Regions from separate parts of the Zea mays genome. Here region 2 is linked to region 1. Evidence: chromatin contacts called from public Hi-C data. All regions are on one chromosome and are shown on one strand. Each heading gives the region's core, a stretch centred on a gene start, on an enhancer-like site or on the middle of the called end of the contact. The rest is flanking DNA. Distances are from core to core; before and after follow the strand shown. Region 1 holds the start of LOC100274302. Region 2 holds the start of LOC100283437.

Region 1 (4,150 bases), core at 226-2,725:
TCATAAGTGAATATTTTGATAGTTGATATCAGCAAGGATGTGATGTGGTTACCATATTTCTCCAGTGTGCCCATGTTCCTGAAAATTTGCAAGATCTTCCAAATAAGAAGCATCCCAATAACTTTGAAGACCCAGCATTGATCCTTCAACATCACCAGGATCTTGATCATCCTTATCAGAGCTGCCTCAATAGAAGGGTTATTTAGAACACATTAAAAAAGGATAAATATTTGTTAACTATTTAAATATACATGTAAAAAACATTGAAGGATAGAAATAGGCAGGCAACAGCCAGGTTTCCCATTCCTGCCATCTGCACACGATTACAGATTCAGAGTATGCCAGATCTAGGATTCATCTGACCTCTAACAAGAGATTGTACCATAGGATTACATTATCTGGACTCTGGAGAATTTGGTGTATCTATTAAAGAGACCAGACATATACCACTTAGGTGCTGTTTGGTTGGGTGAAAGGAGCGGTAACGACAGTGGGATGAGTAGCCGGTGTTGTCCGATGCAGAGTAATGATTACCGCCCTTTGTTTGAATCCGATAACGCTGCTATCAATTACGGAGTGCGCTAACCAAACTCCAAGGAACGACATCAGCTGTGAGAGGGAATAGATACGGGTCTAAAATGGTTGAACCAAACAGGTCCTTAGATTAAGTGTGGAGTGGTACACCTCAGCCTCTTGGTCTCAGTCCCCCTTATGATAGTGCTACATGTCAAGTTGACAATCTGGGGGGGGGGGGGGGGGGGGGGTATCTGTTAGTTGAAGAAAAGGTATGTTTTTTTATAATTTTATACTAATAGACTGTACTTGATAAACACGGAACATTAAGAACAATATTACATAAGATCGGGCATGCAACTGTCTTCAATGATACTAATCGACAAGTTGCCAAAAGGCATCCATCATATTCCCTCAATTTCCACAGATTCAATGCTAAACATAACAAAACATTGTGCACAAAACAAAAGGTACTAACAGCAGCCACAAGAGACCACAACCCGAACAAGCTCTCTACGATATCAAGCATTGTCGGATCCCCGCAATTTGCTAGATCTATATCTCGAGGTCAGTAGCATCCAATTCGCACACGGATGAGGCCATTCGGCAGAAAATGGTCTCGTACCAGTAATCGGAGGCGGCGGAGGGGAAGTTGGCGGAGGACGCGGAAGCGGCGAGCACCTCAGCAGCGTCGGCGTAGCGCTGGTCATCGTCGAGCGTGCTCCCGTACTCGCTCCGCACTGACCATGAATCCGCCGCAATGGACCGCTCGTCGTCCGACGCCATTTCCAGACCTCCGCCGCCACCGCCTGCCGCGGCGACGAAGGGTGGGAGCTGGGGGCGGGGTGGCGTGCCAACGGGCATCTCGGGTTCCTCGGGCGTAAGCCTTATTCCGGCCATGGTGGATCGGGTATTTGGGTCGGAGATCGGGACGAGGGCAGCGCGGGGCGGGTTGATGCTGGGAGAGGGTCTCGACTCTCGAGTGTCGACTGTCGAGGTAGACTGCGTTTGTTTGGGTTTTCTGGTAACAAAAGTTACTACGAATTGTCAAACTTGTCATCTTCCTCCGTACGATACTCAGATTTTTTTCTTATAATTAGATTCTCTCCACAACCAGATTATCAGAAAAGCTCGTCAGAAAAAACTAAACCAAACATGGCCCTTTGGCTCAGCTTCTGGCCGTCAAATGCTCGAAGTTGTGTCAAACGGCCACATTCTGACATGGCTTCCGGCGACCGCACATCGAGTAAACACCATCTCGCAACGGCTCTTAAAAATCGACCAAATTTCTGCTTGGGGATAAGCCGCCCTCCGTGCCCGTCACTCCCGTGTCATGTATACGTGATAGGGTTTTACCCACCCGCCCTCTGCCGCAGGCGACGCGCCGACTCCCTCGCCATCACCGATAGGAAGGCACTCTGCTCCCCCTGTTTGCCTCCATCCGCACCCCCTTTCTCATTGCGGGCGTACGCACCCCTTCTGTTGTATGTGATACGCGTTCATTGTCTTTCAAGTCGACGGGAGGCGGCACACTACCGCCAACGAGCCGGAGCTCAAGATGGTGGTTGTGCCGGCAATTATTCCAATCTGAATCCCGAACTCGTAAGTTCTTATGTAGAACCATTTTGATATGTGTCGGTTAAGGTTTTAGGGTTTGCACCATACATCCCTTGTTTGTGGATTCGATTTGATCTGAATGGAGACATCGTGCTTTGCTACACCCCATTATTATTTCATATATTGATTCGTTTCACGTCGTTTGCTTCTAGTTTCCTATCGTAAACTATAAGGTTCTGATTAACATGTACCAGATCTACTGGCGTACTCATTTTGTTTTCGTTCAGATAAATCGTATCCATCACACTGATTCGGTCTCCGTGGTCTTCAACCCGCACCATGTCTTCGAAAAGGTTAATTTTACAGCATCAGGTCTTTGAATTGGTGTGGCAGCGATTGTTTGTTTGGACTGCTATAATGTTATTGGTTTACCATTTGTTGTCGACCTGTGTTTCCTGAGAAATTTGCCATTATGGATGTCCTCATATGCGGCTTCGACGATTTGGAGGCGTAGGCGAGGGATTCTCTATTATGGAAAACTAGGGGACAACCCACACTTTAAAATGGACATGACCACGCTATTACCAGTAGTGAACGACGATTAGGACCGTTGAGACAGCCGCCGTCCCAGCGCCGTGAGTGCTCGCTGCTTTCCCGTCTTGTCCCTTCTCTCCTTCTCCTCGCTTCAGAAACGCACCAGAGAGCTCTCGGACCGGATTGAAGTGCGCCGCCCGTGAGCTCTCGGCCGGCGCTGGGAACTTGAGCAGACTGGGCGAGCACCAGGAAATTTGCGCCGTGGGAGCGGTGGATGGACCTCTGGGAGGCGGCCGTCTGCCACGCCCACAACGAGCTGCTGGCGCTGAGCTCCGCCGCGGCGGCCGAGGACTTCCTCCGGTGGCAGTTCCCCGAGTCCCCGCGCGGGAAAGGGTGGTGGTCGGCGGCGCGGCAGCTCGTGGAAGACGCCTGGCGCAGCCTCGGCAAGGCCAAGAACGCGGCGAAGCTCATGGACAACGCCGTGCTTTGCGAGTTCTTCACCACCTGGATGATTCTGACGCGCGCTTAACTGAAGGCACAATGCTGATGGCGACGCCCCTGCCTCCTTTTGCAACTTGTTATTGCTCCAGTACTTGTGCTTCAATTTCATTCGATTTCTATGTGCACATTTGAATAAGTGGTTCTTTGCTGGTACAAATGGAAATGACCTGATCCGCCTGTGTCGATAAGATTGTAATAAGTGGTTCTTTGCTCCAATTTCATTCTTTGCCGGTTGTTCTTCTTGTCTCCTCGCAAAGGTAAAAGTAACAAGAAAGAGTGCCTGCAAACCTTTCCTCGTATGCCATTTTGTTCTTGCTTGAAAAGTGTTTATACTGTTCTATACATTTTAATCGTAGGTAAACCTTTCCTTTTTTTTCATAAGATGCAACGTGCTGTTCAGCGACATTTTGTTGACTTCTGATGGTTGGCATTCTAGTGGTTATCAAAAGCAGTCGTGTCAGCCACAAACCCGTCTGTAGTCAACCTTTTCAGTACCACGGTTCCTCGCCTTGAGACGATTATGTATAAATAAACTCTAAACCACAAGCATTTCATCTCCATTCAGACAAATTTAATCTGAAAAGCTGCTTCGACATTCTGTTCCTGCACCGTCTTTGCTTTCCCTTCCATCTTCGCAGAGAAACAAGCTCGCTAGCTGCTGGAGATGGAGCCAGCAGAGAGGTCCAAGAAGAGGGTGCATCCATGGATCAATGCCACCGTGCACTTCTTGCTCTGCTTCGCAGTTGGCGCCCTCCTCGCAGTCGCGCCGCTTGCCGCCACCGGAGCCTCGTCGGCCTCCAGCATCCGCTCCGCGTTTCTCGGTCCGACGCGTCCTGGGCTAGCAGCTGTTGCAAGGACGAGGAAGACGGCTGCTGCATTCCAGAGAAAAGAACTACGACTGCTAGGAGAGAGGTAACGGATGTAGACGACGTGAGTATCCATTATTTTAATCAAAGAGGTTACCAAGTAATGGAGTGTTCTTGTTCGTTTTAGCGAGTGGCCTATTCCCTGCTTTTCCATATCAGCTAATCCCTCGCCTACGCCT
Region 2 (4,807 bases), core at 1,248-3,747, 570 kb before region 1:
AGGTAAAGGGTGCAGTTAATGTTCCTCTGGCTGATGTTTATAGGCTTATAGCTGATCAGCTGCATGATACATGTCACATGTTCATGTAGTCTGCTTTTGGGGGAAGAGGTGATCGTGCTGATCCTTCTGTGTGGCCGGAGGTTGAAGGGCCGTTAGAGGTAATCTCATGTTTAGTCGAGGAAAATTAGTTTGGTAAGTGACTAAGTGTAAGTGATTCTCAACTTAAGTGTGTCTTCTTTGCTATCCTAGGTTGTTTTCTTTGAAGGATGGATGCTTGGATTTAAACCTCTTCCAAATGAAGTTGTGAAAGCAGTGGATCCCCAGGCAATTATCTGATTCTGTTGTTTTTACCTTACCTGAAGCAATAGTATGACACTATTTAGTAATTTTGTCACCTTCAGCTCGAGGTGGTTAACAACAACCTTGAAGCATACTATGACGCTTGGGACAGGTTCATCGACTCGTGGATCGTTATAAAAATAAGAGAACCTAGTTCTGTCTATCAGTGGAGGCTGCAGGTCATTACTCGAATAATCTGACTAGTGGCAAGTGGTGCTACTGAACTCTGTAACAAACCATGAATTGCACTTTCTGAGTTTAGTATTTGGACTGCAGGCGGAGATAGCTATGAGAGCAGATGGAAAACCTGGAATGTCTGATGAGGAGGTGCGTTCTCTGACAAAACTATTCGCTCCTTAGAGTGACCCCTTCGTTATCCTTGAACATTATTTGTTAAAGTCATGGTAGTGGAAAGAAAAATTACTGATTGACTGGTTACCGATGTTCTTCTTTCAGCAAACCATTTTCATGTCATTTATTTTAAAAAGGAAGCATATATACTCATTTATCCAACAATTAACTTTAGTTTTTTTTCTAGAACAAGTCGATTATCTACAGAAATATAATGCTGGTAGTTCTTTCAGGTTATGGATTTTGTATCACGCTACCTACCAGCATACCACGCATATTTGCCCAAGTTGTACAAAGAGGGACCGAATGGTTCAAAGCCAGACCATCTACTGGTCATCGACATAGACGAAGGGAGGAATCCTAGATCCTAATGAGGGCTCATTTGTTTTGCTCTCAGTTCATGTGAATTGGGTGGAATTGAGTGGGTTTAAATCCTAAACAAGTCAAAATCTTTCATATATTTTTTAATTTCATCTAATCCACATGGGATAGAAATAACCGAACAATGTCTAAGTGTTTTTCATGTACAATGTACATTTTCTGAAATACAGAGTAGGACTTATGACCCCCACAGTGGAGCATGGGCAAATATTAATAGCCTCTCGTTTTCTAGACTTAGTTCAAATATGTCCTAATTATGCAAATTTCATGTATGTTCGATTTCTCCCATATATAGTAATATCTAATCAGAGAAGTGTTCTAGTAGATCTCTTTCTAAGAGCTATATTGATCCTAAAGTAGCTTTGTAGATCTCTTCGTGTCTTAAGTGGGGTGAGCATGATACCCTCGTAATGAATTTTCTAGTGCTACACATAAGTTTCTTGCATGCTTTGACGGAGTCACAATCTCCAAATTGTCTAGGAGGTAACTAGCACCGTAGCACCGTTGTCTTGCAACTCAACCATCTAGTGTCACTTAATACAATCATTTAATGTAACACACTATAAATTGGTGTACCATCTAGTGCCACTCCATACAATCACTCAATGCAACACATTAGAAAACGCTATCGCGGATGTTATCTCTATCAAACGTATATGAGTAGAGGTTTAAAGTTAGGCATAAGACTTGCCGACGAGGTGGCCGAACAGCGGTGGCGGCCTGGCCATAAATTGGCAGCGTTGGTAGCATGTATTGATGTATGTAAGGAGAATGAAGCTGTATGTGGGGATGGATCTGTCTGTTTTTTTTTATAAAAAAAATCAGGCTAGGAGGTGTTTTGGAAATACGTCGTAGCTGGGAGGGGATAAATGCAAAACAGCAGGTCACCACACCACAAGACGGAGATCCAATGGCTACGGACTCTTAGTTTTTTTCCACTTCTGGCCATCGAAATCTGTTGGATACTGTCAACGTCTAGCTTTTCGGTCTATAAAATCAATGTGAACCCAAAATCGATCAAGTAATTGTGGTAATAGAAAATCGTCATTTTCAATATCATAAATTGTGGACTTTTTTATCTTTCTACACACGTAATTTTCATATACTCAGATTATTTTCATAACCAAAATTTTAGAAAAGCTCATCGGGAAAAACTGAATCAAATGTCCATGGACACAAAATACGTTACTATTATAGAAAGCCTAATATGTTAATACTATTACGGAGAAACCATTTAAACGAATTCTATAACAACAAAATAAGGTCATGTTTGAGTTAACACAACTAATAAATTGTTAGTTGGAGCTAACGAACTAATTGTTAGCTAAAGTATTAACTACTAGGCGTTGGAATCTCTGCCGCTAATTTCAGCCGCTATCTATCGGCTCTAGTTTCAAACAGGCCTAACCGAAAGTCCATTTCGTCCCCAAAATTTCGATTTTCGAAACCAAACCAAACCACTCTCCTACTACAGCTCTCGGCCTCCCTCGCGTTCTCTCCATCGAACTGGCGAACTGCTCCTGCTCGTCTCTTCCCACACCACGCATTTTGTCGGGATTCGGGAACCCTATCGCCGGATCTTCGCGGCGGCGGCGGAAATGGCGAATCCCCTCGCGGGGCTGCAGGACCACATCAAGCTTGCGCGGGATTACGCGCTCGAGGGCCTATACGACACCTCCATAATCTTCTTCGACGGCGCCATTGCTCAGATCAACAAGTGAGCTTCCTATAATCCCCTGACCCCGGTTCCCCAGTTGCCGTATTACGCCGTGGATTCGATCGCTATCAGGCCACTACGGCGAATCGGCGATCAGTGGGTGTGAATCGCGACGTCCAGCCCGCCCGGATCTGCGGGTTTGGCCTCACGGCAACGGTTTTCATTTCGACTGCTGCTTTCAGTAGTTTAGCAGTTGTCGTTTTGCTCTGTGGCGCATTTTGCTGAAATGTTGGCTATGTTGTTGGGTCTATCCCTATTTTTAGTTTGCATTTTTTAAGTGAAATGATAAAAATATAATTGATTTGCATCCATATTAGGATAAATGATTGTAACAATTGAGTACTGTTGGTGCGAAGATATTTAAAAGCTAAAAAATGTGTTTTTCCTTGTACTTCATGTTAGTATACGATGGATACACTGTGCATGTTGATCCTCTGATTCATAGAAAATGGATGAACTCTCAGAAAAGTACGGCCGTACAGGCAAATAAGTGAAAAAAGTGTGAAACAGCTTTATGCAGTGTCGTAGACAAGGGAGGCGCCGTTATATATCTATGGGTAAAATAAAAGAGTTAGTTTATAATAAGTTAAAATTTGTTATGTACTTAGCGTAGCGTATGTATGTGTTAATTGTTACTACTAGTGGCCATTGTATATATACATCATTCAATTTATTAGCATTACAACAATAGTTATATATGTGTTGCCCCCCCCCCCCCCCCCCCCCCCCCCCCCCGCCCCTCCCCCAAGGAAAAATTCTGGCTACGCCCCTAGCTGTATGCTTTATTTTAGTCCTGCAAATTTCAAAATAGTGTGTGGTGTGTCTAAAATAGAACAGTGGAATATTGTCGAAGTTACTGTTAGACAGATAATAACTTTGAAGCACTATCCTGAGGGGGGGGGCTCACATTCTTTCTTATTTAATGATAAAATAACTAGGAAAATGAGTTAAAAGCCTAGATAATGTCTTTTCGTTGTGTTCCGTGTTATTAAGGTTAATTTTAACCATACAGGCATCTAACTACTTTGGACGATGCTTTGGTTCGTACGAAATGGATGAACTGCAAGAAAGCAATCTCTGAAGAAGTGGAAAGTGTGAAACAGTTGGATGCTCAATTAAAGTCCCTTAAAGAAGCTCCTGGGACGAGGCGGTCCTCATCACCTCCTATTCGCTCCAATAAATCATTTGTTTTCCAACCGTTGGACGAGTATCCAACATCTTCACCAGCTCCTTTTGATGATCCTGATGTGTGGGCTCCACCAAGGGATACACCGACCCGAAGACCAACAAGAGGTCAATCTAGTGCAAGAAAATCCTCCCAAGATGGAGCCTGGGCACGTGGTTCATCAAGGACTGGAACACCTAGCCGAAGCTCAAAACCTAATGGGAGTAAAGGAGGCTCTGTGGTTAAATCATCAACTGCCTCTAACAGTTCTGTAAGGAAAGGAAAACCAAGTTCAAGCAAGGCTGATTCAGCGGTAATTTCTATCAAATAAATGTTTACATACCTAAATTTTTTTGTTTCAGAAAACATGATGTGTGTTCATTCTAATTTCCATTGTGCACATTAGTATAGGCAAACAACGTGACTCTAATTGAAGTACTAGTAACTTGTTTTTTGTTTTCGGAAGTATACCTATGTATCAATCCTTGTAGTAGGAACAATACCTCAATAAAAGCATCTAGAATGTGCACTTCTGTTAAAACCAGTTCTCGTGTGTATATTGTAGAATGTTTTTTTGGAACGTAATGGCAGGAGCTTTTTCTCTCAATTAAGAAGAATGGAATTGACCCGATTTTAAGGAAAATCGGGCCAAAACCTACACAAAGCGCACGGTAGAGAAACCGACGGAAGGCCCCCACAAACAACCTAGACAACGGTAGCCCCCCCCCCCCCCAAACCCATCTAGAGACATCGTTGCCAAGCTCGGACACAAGGGACGAGCAGCTCCAACTTCCAAGACGAGCCACACACTGCCAAAGGAACTCGACGACGCCTACACCCAAACACCAGCGCAA

The links. A called contact is a pair of places that touch in the nucleus more often than the background predicts.
Region 2: a Hi-C map of ear shows a contact between it and region 1, with 1.7 times the contacts expected there. The contact joins the promoter of LOC100283437 here to the promoter of LOC100274302 in region 1. A contact is called at or near these places in 2 of 25 Hi-C or Micro-C datasets (ear and tassel).

Annotation. Positions count from the first base shown.
Region 1 is chr3:213,052,660-213,056,809 of Zm-B73-REFERENCE-NAM-5.0, reverse strand. LOC100274302 reads right to left here and starts at 1,475. Exons shown (of 6, transcript NM_001148665.1): 1 at 1,139-1,475; 2 at 53-181. The coding sequence starts at 1,413. LOC103651336 reads left to right here and starts at 2,670. Exons shown (of 1, transcript XM_008676953.4): 1 at 2,670-3,404. The coding sequence starts at 2,879. The coding sequence ends at 3,133.
Region 2 is chr3:213,627,086-213,631,892 of Zm-B73-REFERENCE-NAM-5.0, reverse strand. LOC100283437 reads left to right here and starts at 2,497. Exons shown (of 7, transcript NM_001156338.2): 1 at 2,497-2,788; 2 at 3,801-4,266. The coding sequence starts at 2,670. LOC103651345 (D-glycerate 3-kinase, chloroplastic-like) reads left to right here. Exons shown (of 12, transcript NM_001326531.1): 7 at 1-2; 8 at 90-158; 9 at 250-324; 10 at 402-518; 11 at 616-666; 12 at 924-1,185. The coding sequence ends at 1,061.